Regions from separate parts of the Gossypium arboreum genome. Here all the other regions are linked to region 2. Evidence: chromatin contacts called from public Hi-C data. All regions are on one chromosome and are shown on one strand. Each heading gives the region's core, a stretch centred on a gene start, on an enhancer-like site or on the middle of the called end of the contact. The rest is flanking DNA. Distances are from core to core; before and after follow the strand shown.

The links. Hi-C and Micro-C count contacts between places; a contact is called where the count stands out from the background.
Region 1: a contact with region 2 is called in a Hi-C map of leaf, with 2.6 times the contacts expected there. The contact joins the enhancer-like site here to the promoter of LOC108464375 in region 2. A contact is called at or near these places in 2 of 5 Hi-C or Micro-C datasets (both in leaf).
Region 3: a Hi-C map of leaf shows a contact between it and region 2, with 3 times the contacts expected there. The contact joins the promoter of LOC108463187 here to the promoter of LOC108464375 in region 2. A contact is called at or near these places in 2 of 5 Hi-C or Micro-C datasets (both in leaf).

The regions. Positions count from the first base shown.
Region 1 is chr2:101,623,041-101,625,740 of ASM2569848v2, forward strand. No RefSeq gene overlaps it. Among protein-coding and RNA genes, the nearest start is that of LOC128283872, 46 kb to the right of the region's middle. Within about 2 kb of position 1,296, at least 2 of the 2 cell types and tissues checked have an H3K27ac peak or open chromatin away from gene starts, as enhancers often do. A contact at or near this core is called in leaf, where this site is marked.
Region 2 is chr2:101,465,578-101,468,347 of ASM2569848v2, forward strand. It overlaps LOC108464375 (26S proteasome non-ATPase regulatory subunit 4 homolog), which reads left to right and starts at 1,343. Exons shown (of 7, transcript XM_053025070.1): 1 at 1,343-1,598. It overlaps LOC108467181, which reads left to right. Exons shown (of 3, transcript XM_017767735.2): 2 at 28-373; 3 at 457-906. The coding sequence ends at 717.
Region 3 is chr2:101,671,764-101,674,463 of ASM2569848v2, forward strand. It overlaps LOC108463187 (myb-related protein 308-like), which reads right to left and starts at 1,313. Exons shown (of 2, transcript XM_017763134.2): 1 at 519-1,313; 2 at 1-414. The coding sequence starts at 781.

The sequences.
Region 1 (2,700 bases), core at 46-2,545, 160 kb after region 2:
AGTAAATATAAAATTAGTTATTTAAGGATTGCTCCATCTTACTTTTCTGTTTTTTTGTTTTTTAAAAATATTTATTTAGAAGTGAGCTCAAAATTATATTTTTTCAATAATAAAATAATCTTTAAAAATTAAATATATCACATATAGAATAAACTTATTTATGGACTAAATTACTCGCTCAAGTCTAAAAGCTCTCGTGATTTGAGGGAATTTAGAAAAAAAACTCAAAAATGGACTTGAAAAAAATTAGACTTGTTTAATGTTTTATTTTATGTTATTTTTATAAAACTATTTTAATGGAAACATTAAAATGTTAAGATGACTGTATATAAAATTTTAATAAATAAGCATGTATATTAAATTTAAAAATAATACAAACATATTTTTTAAATTTTATAAAGAAAATATGGATGAGCCTGAAATAAGTTTGGATTAAATAATTACAAATATGAGAGGTTTCGTAAACATAAAGTGTGTTAATATCATACCTAAATCAAATCTCAAAGTGTCTTAACTTAACCCACAAATATCTCTAATATTTTATATATATATATAATACAAGGTGTCAAACTCCTAACTGAGATGGAAATACTAATTTCTTTCCACATTGACTGCCTAAAATTTAAGTATAAAATTTAATTTTTTATCGTTTTAAAAATTGTTCAAATTTTCACAAGTATAAAATTTATTTTTATCCTATTTAAAAATTGCACAAAATTTAACAATAATTTTTATCAATATACTTTATTTTTAAAACAGAAATTATCCCAACAATTATTTAATCAATATATATTATTTTTAAACACAAACTATCCCAAATATTTTTAAATGAAAATTAAAAATTATTTTAAATAAACATGTGTATGTGTATTAATAAAAGTATATTAAATTAATAATTTAATCAATAAATGGGCTAGATTTTATTAATATACAAAAGAAAAACAAAACAGAATAAGACCCAAAATTGACAGGCTTAAAAGCAAAGAAAGAAAGCATAAATAACCTGACCCAACAACATAATGCCCAAAACCAACCAGTCCTAAAACAAATTAAGGAAAAATAATTCAAAATACAAATAAAGCAGACCAAAAGATTGACCAGCCACATTCAATGATGAAAAAAGCTGCATCAATTCATTTCCACATTTCAAGACCAAGCGGTTACATCTTCCAAGAGAACCAAAAACCCTCTTCCATTTATTTTCCATCGTTCCCGATTCTTCCATGCCCTAAACACAATAACTCCTTCAATCTGGTTCGCGCGGCCAGTCGTCTTCCATTCTCCGTCCGCCAAATCTGGAAACCCCACCTTCCATGTAAGTTTGCTCATTCCTTCTTAAACATTCTGTCGCTAGTATATGAGAAAGTTGATTGGCTTTCCTGTTCACATGTTGAAATCGCACCCACCAGAATTTTTTCGAAACTTGTTGAATATTCCTTTTATAAGCACCAATTTCCGACTTATCAAGGGAATTTATTCGACATTTATTAACAACTGATAACGAGTCCTCTTCAAAGATGAGATCTGACCAACCCATTTCCATACTTATTTGTACTGCCCAAGAACATGCAAGGGCCTCTGCAGCGAAAGCGGACGCAACTTTTTCATGAAGTATTGTTCGTGAGACCCGAACCCAACCACCAGTGTTTCTTGCCACAATTCTAGAGCAAGATTCAAGACAATCTTTGTCAAAAGCCTCATCAAAATTAACTTTGATGAGTTCACCATATGGGGGAAGCCACTGGTCATTCGCACTCATTCTTGTAGGCCCATCTAACTCTGATTTATCAATTTCCACTAAGTTGCAAAGTAAATCATTTGCGATCTTCTGTCCAGTTCATGAACCCGTTTTGTTTCTATCTAACCAGATTGCCCATAGTGCTCCTCCAAACATCCTCCTAGTATGGTGATTACCGGCCCAAATCTGCTCTGTTTAAAACCCAACGAAGGCCTAATTGTGACCTTACTTCTACTAATACAAGGCAATTTCTAAAAACATGGTCCCAATTTTCCATACCCCCCGTACATCGAGGGCAGACAGTATTAATCACCAAGGTTGAAGGTTCAGATTTGTAAATGTAGGGATATAATTGTTAGCAATTCTCCAGATTATAATCTTAATCTTAGTGGGAAGTTTAAGGCTCTAGAGCTTCCTATAAAAAGCATTAGAAATGGTCTGTAAGTCATCCAGTGTTCACCCTGCTACACCACAAAGTCATCATGTCAGCTCCTTGGTAGAGGCGATTCTAGGGGGCTGGCATGGGCTGGCATGGGCCTCGGCCCCTTAAAATAAAAAATTATTATTTAAATTTTTTAATATTTTTAAGATTTTAAATTAGTAAATATAAAATTACATTTTGACCCCGTAAAAATATAAAAAATTAATTTAATACTTAAAAATTATAAAAATATAGACTATACAAAATTAAAATTTCATTCAACTCCCCCTTAATAAATTGCTTTGGCTTTTCCCCTATTCCTTGGCTAATAGTATCCACAGAATTCATTTCGTATCCTTAGACGAGAAGGTATTGAGCACAATCTCCTTATTCCAATCTCTCGTAGTATTATCAATAAGTTACGCCACAAAGGAAACAACATTATTTTGCATGTCATCACATAATTTGTAATTAATTAAACCTAGAATCCATGCATGCTCTGAGATTAAAATGCTTTCCCTCGAACCAGCCCGCCAACACA
Region 2 (2,770 bases), core at 93-2,592:
AACCCTTTTGGTTCTATAAACGTGCAGAAATGCATTTGGTCCTTCTTCTGGCACCATCTGTCTATCTGGATTACTTGTCTTTGTTGTTCGAGTGGTGCGTGCTGCTGTTGATAGTGCAAGAGAAGAAGATGTTCCTGGGATAGTGAATCTTGTTCTCCGGTGTTGTGTTAATGCCCTACTGTCTGCGATAGACTTTCTTAACAAGTTCACTATCAACTTTGCGGCAATAACTGGCGAGGCATATTGCACCTCTGCGAGGATGACATACGAGCTTCTAAGACGTAACTTACTCTCTGCTGTTTTTGTGGAGACCGTATCAACTCGTTTATTAGCAGGAGTTATTTTTGTCCTTTCAGCAGTTTATGCAATTGCAGTGAGTCTCTGATACACTTCCTTCTTATCCTTCTCCCCCTTCATTTACTTGAATTACCTGACAATCACATTCCTAAAATGCAGGTCTGTGCGATCTTAAAGGGTGTTAGTGATCTAGGGGTTAACATGTACACCGTCGCGGCTCTTGCGTGGGTGCTGCTAATCCTGGTACTGGGATTCTTCGTCCATGTGTTGGACAATGTGATTGACACTGTTTACATCTGCTACGCAATTGATAGAGATAGAGGGGAAGTGTACAAGCATGAGGTTCATGATGTTTACGTTCAGTTACCAATCAGTAGGAACAGTCGATCATCCTACCCATCTAGAACACTTGATGTATAGACATGTCCTTGTATGTTTGTAACTTCAAAATAATGTGTTGTTGATTTGTCATTTGGTTTTGGTGTCTGTATGGGGTTGTTAACGGCCTATTGGCAAATTTGTGCATACCATCATCACATTCAAATTGTTGCATTGTACACTTATTTTTAGGCTTGTTCAATAAAGATCTAACTGTTTTAATGTTTTTCACTCTTTTTTACTTCATACAAGAGTGAGTTTGTTTTTAATGAAAATTGGCTAGTAAAGAGTGAAGAGAAAGACTCATCTTGGTAAAGGTTGATTTCATTTTATGATCATCATTGCCTGTTTTATGCATGTATTAAGGGGATAAGGACTTGAAATGTATATTTATCCATCGAATCAGACTTTAAAAGAAATTTAACAATCTAGTAAAATGAAAAATTAAATTTAAGTGAAGAAATTGTAAAGTTACTAATAATTTAATGGATAAATCACTGGTTAAGTGAAGAAATTGTAAATTTATTAATAATTTAATGAAAAAGTTAATAGTTGAAGTGATGAAGCGGTAAAACTAGCAAGAGGGGTGTATTGGTAAAAGTGAAAAGTTAAAGTGTTGAGCACTTAAATTTGTCCCCGGAATAAACACAAACAGGGGGCAGTGCACTAAAAATCAAGTAAAATCTCGGGTTTTCTTCTATTTCAACGCTACTCTTCTATCTTCGAATTCACAAACAATGGTGCTCGAGGTAAAGCAATGCTAAAGATTCCTCCTTGATCCCTTTCTTCAATTTATGGGTTTTAATCAGGCGACTAAGATATGCATTGATAACTCGGAATGGATGCGAAACAACGATTATTCTCCGTCTCGATTTCAAGCTCAAACTGATGCCATTAGTCTTACCTGTGGTGCTAAAACCCAGGTAAATTACTGCTTTACCTTAACCTATTCCATTTATCTTATTTATTTATGGATGTAGTTACCTTTGTGGCGCTTGGTAATGTAAGATGCCAGAATAACTCATTACCACATTTGGATTTCGAAGAGCCATTATTCTTATATTTCCAGCCGTGTCAAGATTTTGGAATATCTGAGTAATCTCCCTACCATTCTTCTTTAGTAATCTTAGATTTACTTCGGGATAATTTTATTACTACTTTTTTTTATAATTTTGGTTAATTTTAGACTTCAAACCAAAGAAAATATCAAGTCTGATTAAAAGAAAAATCTCCTTTTTCTTTGTTCTTGCTTCTTTCCCTTAGCTTTGAACAAAACCAGAATCCGGAGCCAGATTAGCATTTCTTTTGTACTTTAACAAAATTATATTAATATTTATATCTTTGGATTGAATTGGCAGAAAGCTTTGCCCAAAACTTTCTTTTTCATATTTGAATTAAGAATATAAAATTTTCAATGTATTTCGAGAGAGAGATGCTATTTTGTTAATTTTATTGTGAACTTTAGAAATTCATCGGTAGTGAAAGAAACAATTTTCATGTTAATGATGTATAAAATTGTTTTGACTTCTTTACTTATTATATATGTTCAAAAAGAAAAAAATTCTATAAAATGATAATTTAGTAAAATGTGCTTTCAAATAATCTTACATTCCTATCAACAAATAATAAACCATATAGGATAATGTAACATACTCTGTGATGTGCTAAGTAAATCATATTATCGTAATCTTACATTCCATGAACCAAAGGTCCCCTAGGTGTTTCCTTTTCTTAATGGCAAACGGGAAATTTGATTTTGCCTTTAATAAATTAATGGCAGTCCAATCCAGAAAACACAGTCGGCTACTCCTACCAGTGATCTAGGCAAAATCTTCTCTTGCATGCACAGTACCTGAAATTTACCCATTTTCTCTTTTATTTTGAGTCATATTCGAAGATAGAGTTTGTTTAAGCTAACATCGTAAATAAAGTATGGCTTCTTTGAACTATTGTGGCAATATATATGCTCTGCTGAAATTTGTGTTTTGATTTTCCATGTTACTGTTATACTTGAAGATAAAGGTTAGGCATGTTGAAATTTTTTGCAGTTTGTTTTCGGATAGATTAAATTCAGTGTACACTATTTTGGTGGTGG
Region 3 (2,700 bases), core at 63-2,562, 210 kb after region 2:
GTAGTAATGGTGCTGCAAGTGCAATCTTTGCTGTTTTTAACTCCCAAGCTGCAAATAAAACAAAGAGTTCTTCCTCCAGTTTTGAATGACTCTGGTTGGGTTTGCTGGTAATAAGGAGGGCTAATTCTGAGGTCCAAATTCAAGTCCGGACACCTTTCTTGAACTGGGATTCTCTTTTCAGCTTTGGTGATAAATCCAATAGGGTTATTATTGCTGTTAGTATTAATCTTCTCTTTCTCTTCTTTGGCACCACTGAAAGATATTGTTGTTACATCCTGAGAAGCCTCATTGAGTGGTCTGTGAGTTGCTGGATCAATACCTCTGCTCAATAGCTTCCTTCTTATATGCGTGTTCCAGTAATTCTTTATCTCATTATCTGTTCTTCCTGGTAATCTCCCCGCTATAAGAGACCACCTATAAAATTCAAGGAATCCCCCATAAAAAACCAATCAAAATTTCAAGCACCACACACTAACAAAGTTGAATATATCATCTATCTATATATATACAACACTTACTTGTTACCAAGAAGGCTGTGCAGCTTGATAATGAGCTCATCTTCTTCTTCAGTGAAATTGCCACGTTTAAGATCAGGTCTTAAGTAATTGATCCAACGAAGTCTACAACTTTTGCCACAGCGGAGAAGGCCAGCAGCTTTAGGGAGTGAACGCCAGCAACCTTCACCATGGGCTCGGATGTAAGCTATGAGGCGATCATCTTCTTCTTTAGTCCACGCACCTTTGTTCGTATGAGCTTTCTCACAACAAGGAGACCTTCCCATAATTCAGTAACACAAAGAAACCTTTTTCAACTTGTGGAAACTAGCAGCACTAGTAGCCTACGTTTGCAGTTTTTCAATACTATACAAACTAGTATAAAATATACTATGATATCATATATATGTGTGTGTATATATTATATTTAGAATCTAGGAGAAGTAGTAAGGGTGGAAAATGAAATGGAGGCCTTGTTTTTTGTGTTGCAGGAACATTGAGGCCGGCCCTTTGAGAGCACTTTAGATGCTTTTTTATATAGCCTTTTGACTATTACACACACACACAACCAGAAAGAGAAAGAGCGCAGTGACCCTAATTTTAGCTTCTAGATGTGAGTTGGTGAGACAGGTTTGAGGGGAGTGGCTGGTAGCCTCTCTCTTGATGATATTAGCATCAATCATATATAATAAGTTAAAAGGGATATATATTAACTGTAGGTAACCTTTAGGTAGGTGTAAAGTAAGGTATTAAAGCATGGGTAGGACAAAGTGTGATCTCTGCTCTCTCCCACCCCATTCTTTTTCTATAATAGTTTTTTTTCCCTACCTTTGGCCCTTTGTCTAAACCTGTACTACTTTAGATTAATAATTTAGTTAGCTTTCATAATCTTTCCCCCAACTCAAATTAGACAACATGTACCAGAGTACATGTTCAACTTAAATATTTTATCATGTTGTTGGAACTAACATCCATCCTTACCAAAGGTTTTCCGGATTTAAATCTCAATATCTATCTATCACCATTTTTTTTCTTTATTAACCGGTGTGATCTCTTTTGTAATTGAAAAAGAATTAGAAAGAGAGTGCTATGACTCAAAAGTCTGAATACTATAAGATTAAAGAACCTTAACTATAATATTAAGCTCCATTACAGAATTATTTTTGTGTAAATATATGACACTAAATGTTGTCCAGTTGACTAGTTTTGGTTTACAAGAAAAATCAAATCTTGAAGCTGGAAGTATTTTTTATATGTTGGTGGGAAAACATATATATATATATATATAAAAGGTTGCTATATTAGTGAAATGGAGAGGTGGATAGGATATATTAGTGAAGAAATCATGAAATAGGGTGGTAGTTGTGGATCTTTATTCTATTGGTATACCATCATCATGCAGGAGAGAGAAAAGGGGGGTGGTTCTAGAAGACTTGGAGGTTGGGGTTCAGGGGCAGGATGATGATGAAAGAAAAAGGGAGAATAGGGAAAAGATAAATACTCTAAAATAAGTCTAATATTATATGAGTGTGGTTGTGGTTGTCTTTGTTTGTGGGCTTTGGTTCACCTTCCACCTTCCACTTTCCTTTTTATTTCTTTTTGGTTCTTCCCCCCAAACCTTGTGGTTTAAGTTTAGGCAACAAATGGGCAGCAGTGAGGTTAGGGATGGGAAAGGTTGATTCTTTTTTTCACCCTTTTTGTTGTTTTCTATCTTTCCCTCTCCAATTTGCATACTGATATTTGTCACCCACCACCACACATAACAAAACTCTCCCCCCCTCTCTCTCTCTCTCATCATGAAATTCAAGTGGATGGTAAGAGGTAAGGATGATGAGAACAAGTTGTTTTTAGGACTGGGGGAGAGGGGGAGATTTCACCTACTTTTTTCACCTTTCTGACTGTCCTTGCAACTAGTCCAATACCTGGCCTTATTTGTTGTTCAACTATACGGGGATGGGGGAGGGGGGGACAGACAGGGTCACCATTTAAGATTTTTATTTTTTTCTACTTTTATTATCTTTATTTTTAACTAAAAACCCACCTATGCTTATCCATTTTGTTTTGTTTCTCAACATTTGAACAAACAACAAATTGAATTTTACATCATAAGGGGAAAAAAGAAAATTAAGAATGGGCTAAAAAATGATGGATCAAAACATTTACCTACACGCATTAATTGAATGGTGCCTAACCTGTTTCAATCAGA